Regions from separate parts of the Pan troglodytes genome. Here region 1 is linked to region 2. Evidence: chromatin contacts called from public Hi-C data. All regions are on one chromosome and are shown on one strand. The core of a region is the stretch at or near the end of the contact, and the rest is flanking DNA. Distances in the headings are between cores, read along the strand shown.

Region 1 (3,603 bases), core at 71-2,570, 240 kb before region 2:
AAAAGAAAAACAAATATTTATGGAGCACTTAGTGTGTGCCAGGCAGTGGAATTGACAGTTTCCATTTTCAGGTTTGATGTTTCCATAACACCACGAAGGGAGTAGCATTCTCATGTTCACAATGGAGGAAATAAGGGCTCAGAGAAGTTGAGGAACTTTACCAAAGCTACACAGCTAGTTGGTGAACAGGGGATTTAGATCTATATTAGCTCCATAGTTAGTGTGGTCTTGCAACACCCACAGCTCTTGAGTCTGGGGAAGGAAGAGACTTTAAAATGTGGGAAGAACTGAAATCATAGGCTGATGTGAAAAAGAGAGTGCTGGGACATGTGGGCAAATGGTCACCCCAGTAATGGGGCTGCTGCCTCTGGCATGGGCCAACAGCACACTGAGGGGCTAATCCCCTCGGTGGTCAAAGAAGCCTGGATCCAGAAATAGGCAATAAGAAGATGGTGAAAATACAGGAACATGGGAGGTTGTGAGCACGGCCATTTTGTTTCACCCAATTGAGACTCTGGATGATGTGGTAAGTGTGAGGCGCGACTGCCCACCGAATGGGAACACACAGGCCCTATCGTCTCCTCCAGGCTCTCATGCCATGGATTAGATTTCTCCTTGACTTGACTCACACTCCCCACGTACACAATTAAGCCAGACCTCTCCCATCATGAAAAATGTCCTCCCTGAATCCTGGTTGCACTTTTAGCCATTATCAGATCTCTTTTAATTACCATTACAGGCATGTCTCTGAAAAAGTAGCCCACAGTCTACTTAACTTAGTTAACATTTATTGAGAGATAATTAGGAGCAGACACTGGGCCAAGTGGTTTATGTTACTTTTCTGTTTCTCACAACTACCCAGTGACAGAGGTACTATTGCCATACCATTTTACGGACTAGTAAACAAAGATCAACTAAGATTAAAGAATTTCCCAAGGCTACACAGAAGGAAGTGGCACAATCGGTATTCATTTCCAGGTCATTTGAGAATGTAAGTAAGCTTTATAAGGGAAGGGATTTTCATCTTCTCTCATTCACTGATGTATCCCTAGGACTGAGACAAATGCCCCAAACAGAGTGGGTATTCAATCACTATTAGTTGAACAAATGAACCTGTGATGGTATCTCCACTTACTCATGATGCCAGGCTGCCCACTGATCCTGTGGCCTTCCCGTCTCCTGCATTTTCCACAGCTGCATGACTGTTTTCCTCTTCTGCAGTCCCATTTTCCCCTGTGGGATTCCCATGTCTCTCTAATGCATTCTCCTTCCCCTTTGCTGCATTCCATTTCCCACTCCTGCATTCCCATCTCCCACTCCTGCATTCCATCTCCCTCTGCTGCATTCCATTTCCCTCTGCTGCATTCCATCTCCCTCTGCTGCATTCCATTTCCCTCTGCTGCATTCCATCTCCCTCTGCTGCATTCCATTTCCCTCTGCTGCATTCCCATCTCCCACTCCTGCATTCCATCTCCCTCTGCTGCATTCCATCTCCCTCTGCTGCATTCCCATTTCCCACTCCTGCATTCCATCTCCCTCTGCTGCATTCCCATCTCCCACTCCTGCATTCCATCTCCCTCTGCTGCATTCCCATTTCCCTCTGCTGCAATCCCATTTACCATTCCAGCATTCCCATTTCCCACTGCTGCATTCCATCTCCCTCTGCTTCATCTTCCCATTTCTGACTCCTGAATTCCATCTCCCTCTGCTGCAATCCCTATCCCACTGCTGCATTCCATCTCCCTCTGCTGCATTCCCATTTCCCACTCCTGCATTCCATCTCCCTCTGCTGCAATCCCATTCCCCTCTGCTGGATTCCCATTTTCCACTCTTTATTCCATCTCCCACTCCTGCATTTCCATTTCCCATGCCTGCATTCCATCTCCCTCTGCTGCATTCCCATTTCCCTCTGCTGCAATCCCATTTACCATACCAGCATTCCCATTTCCCACTGCTGAATTCCATCTCCCTTTGCTGCAATCCCATTTTCCACTCCTGCATTCCCTCTCTCTCTGCTGTATTCCCATTTCCCATTCCTGCATTCCATCTCTTTCTGCTGCAAACCCATTTTTCTCTGCTGCATTCCATCTCCCTCTGCTGCATTCCCATTCCCCACTCCTGCATTCCCATTTCCAACTCCTGAATTCCATCTCCCTCTGCCTTATTCCCATTTCCCACTCCTGCATTCCATCTCCCCCTGCTGCATTCCCATTTCCCACTCCTGCGATCCATCTCCCTCTGCTGCATTCCATCTCCCACTCCTGCATTCCATCTCCCTCTGCTGCATTCCATTTCTCTCTGCTGCATTCCGATCTCCCACTCCTGCATTCCATCTCCCTCTGCTGCATTCCCATTTCCCTCTGCTGCAATCCCATTTACCATTCCAGCATTCCCATTTCCCACTGCTGCATTCCATCTCCCTCTGCTTCATCTTCCCATTTCTGACTCCTGAATTCCATCTCCCTCTGCTGCAATCCCTATCCCACTGCTGCATTCCATCTCCCTCTGCTGCATTCCCATTTCCCACTCCTGCATTCCATCTCCCTCTGCTGCAATCCCATTCCCCTCTGCTGGATTCCCATTTTCCACTCTTTATTCCATCTCCCACTCCTGCATTTCCATTTCCCATGCCTGCATTCCATCTCCCTCTGCTGCATTCCCATTTCCCTCTGCTGCAATCCCATTTACCATACCAGCATTCCCATTTCCCACTGCTGAATTCCATCTCCCTTTGCTGCAATCCCATTTTCCACTCCTGCATTCCCTCTCTCTCTGCTGTATTCCCGTTTCCCATTCCTGCATTCCATCTCTTTCTGCTGCAAACCCATTTTTCTCTGCTGCATTCCATCTCCCTCTGCCGCATTCCCATTCCCCACTCCTGCATTCCCATTTCCAACTCCTGAATTCCATCTCCCTCTGCCTTATTCCCATTTCCCACTCCTGCATTCCATCTCCCCCTGCTGCATTCCCATTTCCCACTCCTGCGATCCATCTCCCTCTGCTGCATTCCATCTCCCACTCCTGCATTCCATCTCCCTCTGCTGCATTCCATTTCTCTCTGCTGCATTCCCATCTCCCACTCCTGCATTCCATCTCCCTCTGCTGCATTCTCATTTCCCTCTGCTGCAATCCCATTTACCATTCCAGCATTCCCATTTCCCACTGCTGCATTCCATCTCCCTCTGCTTCATCTTCCCATTTCTGACTCCTGAATTCCATCTCCCTCTGCTGCAATCCCTATCCCACTGCTGCATTCCATCTCCCTCTGCTGCATTCCCATTTCCCACTCCTGCATTCCATCTCCCTCTGCTGCAATCCCATTCCCCTCTGCTGGATTCCCATTTTCCACTCTTTATTCCATCTCCCACTCCTGCATTTCCATTTCCCATGCCTGCATTCCATCTCCCTCTGCTGCATTCCCATTTCCCTCTGCTGCAATCCCATTTACCATACCAGCATTCCCATTTCCCACTGCTGAATTCCATCTCCCTTTGCTGCAATCCCATTTTCCACTCCTGCATTCCCTCTCTCTCTGCTGTATTCCCGTTTCCCATTCCTGCATTCCATCTCTTTCTGCTGCAAACCCATTTTTCTCTGCTGCAT
Region 2 (3,319 bases), core at 568-3,067:
GAAATATCCCTAAACCATTGATATGATTTGCATCTGTGTCCCCACCCAAATCTTGTAATTAATCCTCAGTGTTGGAGGAGAGGGCTTGTGGGAGGTGGTTGGATCATGGAGGAGGACTTCTCTCTTGTTGTTCTTGTGATAGACTTCTCCCAAGTTCTGCTTGTTTAATGGTGTATAGCACCTCTCCCCCAGCTCCCCACCCCGCTCTCTGTTTCCTGCCAGCCATATGAAGATATGCCTGCTTTCCCTTTGCCTTCTGCCATGATCATAAGCTTCCTGAGGTCTCCCCAGAAGCAGAAGCCTGTACAACCTGCAGAACAGTGAGCCAATTAAACTTCTTTTCATTATAAATTATACAGTCCCAGATATGTCTTTACAGCAGTGTGAGAATGAACTAATACAACCACAGATTTGTTGTGCCATGAAAACCTTTGATGGGCTTTGCAGTCCAAAGACCAATGCACTAACTCCTCATTTGGGCTTTAGGGTTCTCCATTTTCTGGTCTAACTTTTGCAGGCTTGTGCCCAAAACATCCTCTTCTCCTCTACCTTCTATGGAGCCACTGCAGCCTACTCATGGCTCTCTCCAACTGCTGTGGCATCTGTCACTTTTATGTCTTTGTTCAAGCTTTTCTCTCTCACTGGCCTGCCTTCCTCCTTCTTGCAGAAGTCCTACCCATTCTTCAAGATCCAACTCAAATCCCACTTATTTCACGAAACTGATCAGATCTCTCTCCCCCCCATAGTATCTTATCCCTTTAGAACTTATTATAAAAGATCCAAGCATGACTTGTATTATAAGCACATGCATAGGAATGTCTATATGTGTGCTTGTGTCTGTCTCTAAGGAAAGAAGAAAGGAAGGAAGGGAAGAAGGGATGAAAGGGAGAGGCATATGGAGAAAGAGGAAGGAAAAGTGGAGGCGCATCGTGGGCCCCTGGTGTTTCACCTCAATGGTTTGAGTAAAAGTGCTCAACAGTGTTGCCCAGGAGTGGCAAGCGTCTCGGAGCCACAGCTTCTCCCGGGCGCGCCTACGGGTCTCAGGGCTGACAAGCCCTTTCCCCTCCCCTCTGTTCCCACTCCCCCTTTCTTCCCCTAGTGCCTCCATCTTAGTTGCCCAGTAATTGCATCAAATCTGAAGAAGCAGATCCGTCTCTAAAAAGAGCAGTGGGAGGGAATTGCGCTGCTCTTTTCAGAGATGAGAATTGAGAGAAATAGGGCAGAGAGATGAAAATGTAATGTTGAAAAATTCATGCTAGAGGAAGCACGTGCTGGCCCTCCCCTGCTCTGCCTCCCATCTGATAAGCTTCTGGCAGAGGCCTGGCTTTCCAGGCACATGAGAAGACCATGGGAGGTTTGGCCAAATCTGTCTGAGGGTGACCTGAGAACTGGCAGGGGTCTGGGGAGTGCCCACGCGTGTGCAGGGACAGAGCTGCCACTTGGCTTCTAGGGGCCTGTGTTGTCGAGGGGCTGGGGTCAGTAAGAGGGCAGGGGAGGGAGAGGAGGTGTCCTCCCGATCTACATCAAGAGCTGCCCCTCTACGCCACCTCCCGCCACTCCTGATGAATTCAGGCCTGGCAGGCACTGCAGTCCACAGACTCACAGGTCCCGTGTGTTTAGGAATCCTGGGAGGCAAGGCTCGACCCTGGGCCAGGCGAGCGGCTGGCCTCGCTGCACTTCGTTGAGCACTGTGTGCTCTGAGCCTAGGGCGGGAGAGTTGAGGTGGCCCGGCTCTAGTGGCCCGAAAAGGCCAGGTCTCATTCCCAGCCCTAGTCTCTGACTCCCCTCGGAAAGCACTGCAGAGGCTGCGGCCTGATTAATGCTGCACGCTAATGTGTACAGGAGACCGGCTTGCGATTCCCGGCCAGCGGCCCCTGCTCCCCTGCACAGAGGCGGCGCCAGCTGCTCGACTGCGACCCCTGGCGGCCGCTGGAGGCACTCTCTGCGGAGCTTCAAAATCGAATGGGCCGCTGGACACGAAGTCGAGGGAGTATTAAAAAAAAACAACAAAAAACGGGGTAAGAGCTATGCACCCCCAGATGGTGCAGGGTGGGAGGTGGAGAATGAAGGGGAAGCCAATTTTGCTTTCTTATAATATAAACAGGAAGGAAGGGAACAATCTGTCGGGGATGGTGGGGGCTGATGCAGGGTAATGGGAGGGGGAAGGTGGAAATGTGAAAATCTGTTTATAGTTGGAATGGAATCTGTTTAATATGATGCTTACACAAAATAAGACTTATAAGTTTTTCTCTGTTCTGAACCGTTTCCCTCATCTTCATTTTAAGTAGCAAAAGAACTCTGACCTGTTTTTTCTCTTTCATACTCCCAAACCAGGCTGTGTTTTCAAAGAGGCATTCATTCAAAGAAATAAAACATACTTTGGCTTCCTCCAGTGCCTTCAGTGAGCCTAAGTCCAAACTGTCAATATAATACCAGAGTTGACAGCCTGGACATTGGAGAGGGACAGTGTAAATTCAATACGTATCTATACGTTAACTATGTGACCTTGAGCAATTTGCTCAACCTCGCTGAACCTTCTTTTCCTTATTCAAAAAACAAAATATAAGCAAAACGCACTGCTAAGATTGTGGTGATAAAGAGAATCCTGCCTCATCTCTACTTCCAGGACAAAGAAGCCGTCTATTGTGGTTCTGCGTTCCCTTCCCTGGCAGGACCCCTTTGTGTTGTGACTGTGACAGACTCAGTTCATTAATAGATCAAGTGCCTATGAGTAGCAAGGGGATGAGTCCTCTGGGACTTTCCCTGACTCCTTCCCTTTCTTTCTCATCAGTTCACACAGCCCTCTAGCCCGTGTCTGCCATGCAAGACAACCAGGCAGCACCCACAAAATGTTGCGTATGGTGTATGTGTTTAGTGTACAAGGGGTTTCTTGGCACAGAGCTGATCTTAGCTGAGGGTGGAGTCTGATGCCTTCAGCCAATTCTTAAAGGCTACAGATCAATGTCCTTCTCCTTGGTGTCAGCATTGCAAATATGCAATGCTTCGATATGCGGCCTGCTAGTGGCTCCAACTATGAAGAGGTTCTCCAAGTGGCTTCTCCCACTAGTGTAGTGGGAGAGGCACAACATACACACAGGAAAAACTGAATAAGAAGTCATGATTCTAGACACCAATGTGTAAAGAAAGGGCCAGCTGAGGGGCTCACAGAGCACTATCAGCGATCAGAGGATAGGAAAACTCCCTCCGACAGAAGTTGAGGGCTCACCTGAGCCCCAAGAGCTACAGAAAGTGGTCCTGGTGCTGTGATGAAGTGGGCAAGCTCTTCCCTCTACTTCAGGGTGGAACACTGGAAGGGCAT

Evidence for each region. Hi-C and Micro-C count contacts between places; a contact is called where the count stands out from the background.
Region 1: a Hi-C map of stem cell-derived neural progenitor cells shows a contact between it and region 2, with 4 times the contacts expected there. The contact joins two enhancer-like sites. A contact is called at or near these places in 4 of 7 Hi-C or Micro-C datasets (blood, induced pluripotent stem cells and stem cell-derived neural progenitor cells).

What each region holds. Positions count from the first base shown.
Region 1 is chr10:20,668,313-20,671,915 of NHGRI_mPanTro3-v2.0_pri, reverse strand. No RefSeq gene overlaps it. Among named protein-coding and RNA genes, the nearest start is that of EMP1, 330 kb to the right of the region's middle. Within about 2 kb of position 1,320, at least 2 of the 24 cell types and tissues checked have an H3K27ac peak or open chromatin away from gene starts, as enhancers often do. A contact at or near this core is called in stem cell-derived neural progenitor cells, where this site is marked.
Region 2 is chr10:20,425,144-20,428,462 of NHGRI_mPanTro3-v2.0_pri, reverse strand. No RefSeq gene overlaps it. Among named protein-coding and RNA genes, the nearest start is that of EMP1, 82 kb to the right of the region's middle. Within about 2 kb of position 1,817, at least 7 of the 24 cell types and tissues checked have an H3K27ac peak or open chromatin away from gene starts, as enhancers often do. A contact at or near this core is called in stem cell-derived neural progenitor cells, where this site is marked.